Linked DNA regions of Mus musculus: region 1 is linked to region 2. A link is a contact called in public HiChIP or PLAC-seq data. All regions are on one chromosome and are shown on one strand. The core of a region is the stretch at or near the end of the contact, and the rest is flanking DNA. Distances in the headings are between cores, read along the strand shown.

Evidence for each region. HiChIP or PLAC-seq counts read pairs in DNA pulled down with a chosen protein or histone mark.
Region 1: a contact with region 2 is called in an H3K27ac HiChIP or PLAC-seq map of microglia, with 5 times the contacts expected there. The contact joins the promoter of Minar1 here to the enhancer-like site in region 2. A contact is called at or near these places in 8 of 39 promoter capture datasets (the 3T3-L1 cell line, the C10 cell line, cranial neural crest and 5 more), 2 of 484 Hi-C or Micro-C datasets (bone marrow-derived macrophages and cortical neurons) and 6 of 115 datasets of contacts at active chromatin or transcription factors (SST interneurons, astrocytes, embryonic basal ganglia and 3 more).

What each region holds. Positions count from the first base shown.
Region 1 is chr9:89,620,696-89,624,438 of GRCm38.p6, reverse strand. Minar1 (membrane integral NOTCH2 associated receptor 1) reads left to right here and starts at 1,453. Exons shown (of 4, transcript NM_153509.2): 1 at 1,453-1,822.
Region 2 is chr9:89,235,953-89,239,428 of GRCm38.p6, reverse strand. All of the region lies in intron 2 of Mthfs (5, 10-methenyltetrahydrofolate synthetase), which reads right to left. Among named protein-coding and RNA genes, the nearest start is that of Mthfs, 27 kb to the right of the region's middle. Within about 2 kb of position 2,123, at least 1 of the 459 cell types and tissues checked has an H3K27ac peak or open chromatin away from gene starts, as enhancers often do. A contact at or near this core is called in microglia, where this site is marked.

The DNA.
Region 1 (3,743 bases), core at 204-2,703, 390 kb before region 2:
CCAGATTGTTTGGACCAAGACACTACTGGTTACAAATTTAGACTCCTAGGCAAGCAAGGTACAGTGGATCAAATAAACTTGACCTTTCTTTCACCTCTCAGTTGCTTTTGTCCTCCCTAGAGGAGCATGGTCTTGCCTGGCACTAAAGTAATAAGGGTGAAATTCTGGGAAAATCCAGCTGGCAGCTTATTACCCCATGAGGCTTTATTTAAAGTATCCATGTATTAACAGGTTCACTTTTAGAACGCTTCCAGTCATAGCAAAAAAACCTCAGGCAGGAAAGCTGTCATGGAGACCAGTGTCCCTCCTCCAGCCCCCACCACCTCCCAAGGACAGAAGACAGACCACAGGTCACAAAGTTAGCCAGGAACCTGCATTTGGTTGCACTCTTGGAAAAGTAACCTAAGAGGGTGCCACCCCTTAGTTATTTGTTCCCCAATAGTAGGCTTCCCCCCCTTCCCTTCCCTCCCCTTCCCTCCCCTTCCCTCCCCTTCCTTTCCCTCCCCTCCCCTCCATCCCGCTTCCCTTTCCTCCCCTCTCCTTCCCTCCCTTTCCTTCCCCCTTCCCTCCGGTTCTCTCTCTCTCTCTCTCTCTCTCTCTCTCTCTCTCTCTCTCTCTCTCTCTCTCTTTTCTCTACTCTTCTCTTGATTCCACGAGTTTGAAACTATAATTCCGTTTCTTTAAAGCGCTGTTTGTGTGACTTTCCCAGCTGAGGAAGACAATCTGTATAAATGGTGGCACCACAGGCAGGCTGCTGCATTTCAGTCCCACTGCAGTACCCTAGATGGCTTGGGAAAAGCCTCCAGTCCTCATCGATGTATCCAATTGGACTTTTGGAAATCTATTCCGTTAAGAGTGTGAGTGCGTGTTTGGGGAGGGCTGGTCACGTGAACGCTAGTCTCTCCAATCTGGGTACCAATGAAGCCAACACCGGCCAGGAGGGAAACATCAATGAGCCAAGTGACCAGTTTGCCCTGGCCTGGTGAAGCACTGCAGAGTCTGAGGCCCCAGAAGGGTGAGCAGAGTGCACCTGGAGAAAAGGAGAGCAGCGGACGATGTTAGCTTCTGCTTCTCCACTGGGGGCCGCAGTCACCTTCAGCATCCGGAAATAGGGAGAAGCAAACCCCGGGGTGGATCTGGCCCGAGGCTCCCTCCAGTTCCAACCTCTGCTTGCTTTTGCCCGGTCTCAGCAGGCGCGACTCTTAAGGAAGCAGAGGCTTTCTCAGGACTCTGGGGTTGCGGGCGCCCACTCTCTAGGTGGCTGCAGCCTCTGGCAGGGCACGCCCTCGGCGCTATTGCCGCGCCCCTCTGGAGTCTGCCCCTCCCGCCCTAGGGAGCACGAGCCCACTGCTGGAGAGTCCTGCCTTCCTCTGCTCCCCAGGCGGGAGATGATGGAGAGGCTAAACTGGGTCTCTGGCCATCGAGTTCCTGGCCCGAGCTGCCCACGGTATCCAAGACCGTGATGTGGTGACACTGGCTGAGCCTCAGAAACCGAGATTGGGGCTGATCCGGACTCTGAGGCCGCATCCTCCAGCCGCTGAGAGCCCCAGCATCATGCAAGTGGGCAGTGGCTGCCGACTGCCCAGGAAAGCCCGGGTGCGACCCTAGTCTGCAGATCCAGACCTCGTGCTGTGGGGGCTGAAGTTAACCTACGCCAGGGGTGTTGCCCCAAGTGCAAAGCCTGGGCTGCCCTGGAGCCTAGGATTCTTTTGCCTAGGGAACCTTCGGGAAGCTCTGCGTTGGAGGCCCTGTGGACCACCACCTCAGAGCCACGCAAGAGCTGCGGAGGACCGGGGACGGAGAGCTGGAGCAGCCCCCAGAGGTAACTTCAGAAAGCGGGAGACCCATGGGCACCCGAGCGCACATGTGCAAGTATGTGCGTGCAAGGTGTGATCGCTACGTGCCGGTTGCTATTACACAGGGACTCTGTGTAAAGTCCCAGGCTACTGGCACTCCTCCCTGGCTCCGATAGGTTCCCGACTGCAGGCCGCCTGGGCACGGAGACCCTTTTCGCTGAGCTCGGTACGGTAGTGGGAAAAGGGGTGTGCGTGTGCACGCGCATGTGGTATGTGTGTTTGCGTGTGGTGTGCGTGTGTGTGTGTGTGTGTGTGTGTGTGTGTGTGTGTGTGTGCGCGCGCGCGGTAGGTAGTAGGCTTGGCCATATCTGGTGGAGGGAAAAGAGATGAAAGTAGAGATACAATGGCCAAAGACCACAAAATTCTGGGCAAGTTTTCCTGGTTAAGAATTCATTTCAAACAACGGTGTTTTGGGGGTCAAGTAGGTGAACTGTTTGTGTGACACCTCCCCACCCCCGACCTATCGGAGTAAGGTGGAGAACTGAACCAACCCTAGAAAAACGGACCAGTGTATCCCAACGTTAAATTGCGATTTCCAGTCACATTGTTGTGGAAAGGAGGTGTCTTTCCTCCTGGAGACGTTCAACTTCACCTGCCAGAAAAACACCAAAGCAAGGCCTGGCTGGCAGCGGGGCTTGAGTTCATTCACACACTAGCTCACCTCTCAGCAGCCTTTCCCACCTGCTCTACCGCCATCCCTGCCAAGTCCTGTACTCTGCGAGGCCACAAAACCAGCAAGTAGTCATTGGTCCTCTCTGCAAGAGTGCAGGGAGCTTCTGGGAAGCAATTGAGTAGCTTGCTCTAACAGCATGCATGCCGACGTTGTTTGTGAAATAGTAGTCAAAGGTTGTAAACACCGGGGTGGGGGTGGGGTGGTGAGGTGAGTTGAGATCAGCTAGTCTTTTCAGTGGGAAATTAAGTAAGGTTTGCCAAGACAGAGAGGAGGAGAGACAAGGAGTCTGTGTGCTAACACAGGTCGGTTTTATAGAACTTACATTTTGTTTGAAGGATGGGGTGATTTTCTTAGGAACTGGTGGGACCATGGCAGCTGCCATTGCGGCTGGGATTTGGGGGGTTGGCTGTTTGGCTCTGCTATGGTGTTATGCAGCATGACATGAAGGATTTCCAGGAGTCATTGAGGGGCAGTGCATTTGACCGGTAATTTATCCCCTTCTCCCTGCAAACAAGCTTTCGTTACCACCTCTTCTGATGAAATCTTCCTTGCAGGTAGAAGCTTGCCACTTGCTCTGGGTATAGGAGCCTTCTGAGATGAGCTCCTTGCCAGAGCAGTGACAGCCTGGAGAGGGGACATGGCTCAAACAAGAGTAGTGGGAGAGAGTTGGGTGGATGGCCTGAGCAAGCCCTTAGAATTGGGTCTCTTTTTATGTATCAGAGCATAAGAGAATAATGAGGAATGATGGAGTGTCTGCAAAAAACAGCCAGTTTAGAGTGGTTTGTTTTTTGTTTTTTTTGTTTTTGTTTTTGTTTTTTTGTTTTTTTGTTTTTTTTACTAGAGGCTGCAGGGAAACCTGAAATGTCTGCTTAAGAAAGTCTGGGTCTTATTGCATGTAAGAGTGATTTGTATAGATCTGCAACTATGTGAAAATAAACTTCAGTTGCTAGGGAAAGAGCAGCTCAAACAGTTTATTTGCATTTCTGATGAATTTGGTGTGTGAAAGTGTTGCATAGCGCTTAATAGTTGCAAGAGAGACAAAGGTTCCATTGTGTTCCTTAGGAATTTTTGGATATATAATGTCATTATTTTCTTGGCCAACACCAGAGGCAAGATTTCTGTGTCTTTCCAGCATCTAAAAACTCTCATGTTCCCTTTGAAAGATTTGTGCTTCTGGCAAGTCATCTGTCCATAGCACACAGAATGGGTATGGG
Region 2 (3,476 bases), core at 874-3,373:
GGAGCTATTCCACAGCTGTTAAGAGTATCATGCAGTCCACAAGGCCCACTCCTCTTCCATTCCCTCCCACTGACAGGCAAGGGTAGGCTCAGACTTAAAGCTTAGGTGTGGGGTGAGCACACTGACAGCACTGCTAGCACGGCAGACCATGGCTGGAAGCCAAGGGCTCTCAGCTCAGGATGCTAGAAGTAGGATGTTCTGATAGAATAGTGCTGGCATCAAGCAGCTGATGACTTCCTATGAGGTGAACCCCATTTCCTGTTCCTGCCACGTACATGTTCACCTTGCCTGCTGACTTCCCACACTGAAGAGCTCAGGTGCAGTCAGACCCAACCCGCTAAGCCTGCCTGCCTATTCCAAGGCCTGCTTGCTTAAAACAATTAAGAAAGTGATGTCATTGATCTTTCCTTTCTATCCCTGTCCCATTATTTTATCTCTATAGGAATGGACAGTGTCCTGTGCATTTGGACCTTGCTGCCAAGGGTCTTCTTTACCTTTGAAGAGCAACTAACTTAAAGTTCCTGCCTTCTAAACCTGTAACACATATATGTACTATGATTTCTGCCTCTCCACATGTGAATAGGTGTTTTGTAAAATCTTCAGAGAGGACACAGAGTCCTTGCCTTCAAGAGATGACAGTTCATTTAAAATAACATGTAACATCAGGCTAAGATGACATCTCTATCAACTGTCCCAAAGCTACAGAAGCAAAGGCTCTAGAGACTCCAGTAGAGAATAAGTAAATTTAGCTGGGTGAGAAGTCCTGGTCATGGGGTATTTTGACTTGACATGGGCTTTTTAAGAACGTGTCAAGAGTCAAGTTACATCCTGGAAGCCAAAAGAAGGGTAGCAGGATAGTGCGCAGGGAAGGGGCAAGCGGCAGTTTCGTATGGGGCAGAAAGACCGGGGCAAGGAATAAGAGATGACAGGTGTGCACTTTTCTCCAGCAGTGGAAGAACAAATGCCAGGACGAAGGTACATGGAATTCTCAAAAAATTAATAGTGGAACTACCATAAGATCTAGAAACCTTGCTCCTAGGTGTTTATCCAAAAACACTGAAATCAGGATCTCAGCAGATCTTTACACTTCCATCTTCATGTTGAAGTGTACCCAATAGCCCAAAGGTAGAACAGCCGAAATGTCCACCAGAGTAACAACTGATCAAAACAAACAAATAACCAAAACCATGGCACATGCATATGGTAAGGTATTAATCTGCCACAAAATTGAAGACAATTTAATAATAGTGGACATGGATGAACCAAGAAGACACTGTGCTAGATGGAAAAACAATCATATAAACACGCACACACTGTATAACTCCACTTATACTAGGTATCTAGAAGAGTAAAACTTTTATAAACAGGAAGTAGAATGCCAGTTGTCAGGACCAGGGGAAGATACTATTAGATAAGCACAGCGTGTCATCCAAGCAAGATGGACAAGCTCCAGCAGTCTGTAGGACACTGTGTTTATGGCCAAAATAAGTATACTCTAGACCTAAACTTTTAAGAGGGAACATCTCATATGGGTTACTAGCTAACATAATAAAAAACAAACTATACAAGCAAAGCAACAAAAAGGTACGGCAACAGAACAGCTGGGATATTCATCAGCGCCGACACATACAGAAAAAAGGCAGAATTCTGGAGCCATCACATTCCTGCTGGTGGAGGAAGAGACCAGAGGAGAGAAACAGTCAAGGAAAGCCATTCTCAGCCCTCACGCTGGGATCAAGTTTGCTGCTGCTCCTACTCCTCCCTGGGCTTGGTCTGCTTCTCCCTAGAGTCTGTCTTGTAGAGCTGAGTGTATATGTCTCTGTCGACTCGGCTGGACAGCAATTTTCCTTGCAGGCCATAATTTTTTCCAAGCCATCCTTCATGCTTGGATTTTAATAGACTGCTAGAGCACAAAGACCCTGAAAAATGAGTACATTATCTTCAGACAGATCAATCCTGGCATGGCACCTCCGACTTCAATAACTCTAAGGTATATATATTTGGATTAAAGAAGTGACATTATGAGTAAGTCTATCCTCGCATGGCCACTAGTTAAACGTGAAATTCTCTAGCTATTAAGCAGAAGTGAGAATGGCCTTCTGGCCATTGGGTAACTCAGGGACCTGAAACTGCCCTGCAGAAGTCCTGGCATTCTACCTGGGAATCTGGCCTTTGCGTCCATGCCCATTAGAACTGCTTCCACCCAAATCCCTTCTACTATTTGTGCACTTGACTGTGGCCCCAGTTCCAGTACCTAGGACTTTGAAAGTCCTTTCTGGTATTTTCCCATTTCTGCTGTTTAGATCTTAGTGCTTTTCTGAATGTATATTGCATTCCTTACTGGCTTCCCCCATCTGCTGTTGCCCCTGAAGTTCTTTCTGTGGCTTGCCACCATCTTTTCTTCCTTTCTCTTCTCTTCTGCTGCCTGATACATGCGTGAGCACACACACACACACACACACACACACACACACACACACACACACCACATACACGCACATACACATGCACAACCTTACCTACCCTACCTACTTACCTATCTGGGACTCTTGACATTTCCATAACAGTACTTCTGAATGTCACCTTTCCCCAGTGAAGAAATCAGTGGGACAAGTAAATCAGGTGTGGGCTCAACAAGCTTCCCATGCCACATATACTAGAGCATGACCCCTAGACACACCCTAATGAACCACAAAAGCGAAGTTCAGTAGGAAGAACAGAAAAGCCTTCCTTCTTCACCCATATTCTTCCTACATGATTTACAATCAGCAAAGGCTCATTAACAGAAGACATTAGCATAGTGCCCACCATAATCCTGATTCCAGTTAACCCTTCCACTCTTGTCTCCCAAGCCTGGCTGGAATGAAATGTAACCAGGAGAGCTAATGAGCTCCACTCATCAGGATGGCAACAAGACCTTCAGGCAGAGGTCTCTGGGTGTTAGCCAGTTCTTCTGCACAGCCACACTTTATTGTTTATTTGTTCTTCCTGGGGAAGGTGTATTCCACAGTTCTCTTGCATTCGAAACTGCAAAGCTAACTTTTGGAAAACTGCACCAGCCTTATACCCTACATTTGTTCACAGTCTTTCTTCTTCCCCTTATTTGGTATTGCTCTGAAAGAGCAGCCTCCTCTGAAGGCAGCTGGTAAGGGGCAAGGACCATGCTATTTCCTAGCTGTGGGATCAAGGGTGAGTAGCCTTCCAGTCTGTGCTTTCGACATTACCACCTGCAAATCTGCTTGTTCGCCTGCTGTCACAAACATTAAACAGATCATGCTTATGAGCTCTACTGCTAAGTACAGTCCAAGATAATTGCATTTATTAAGAGAATTTCTCCTTTGAATTAAGAAATATGAGGCACTATTTCTTGAACTGGTGGAGAAAGGAATGAAGTTCCTCTAGAACTCCCAGTGAAATTGAGCAGAGCTTCTTACTTAAGTCTTCCCTTAGAGCTGACTGATGCATGTATTCCTCCT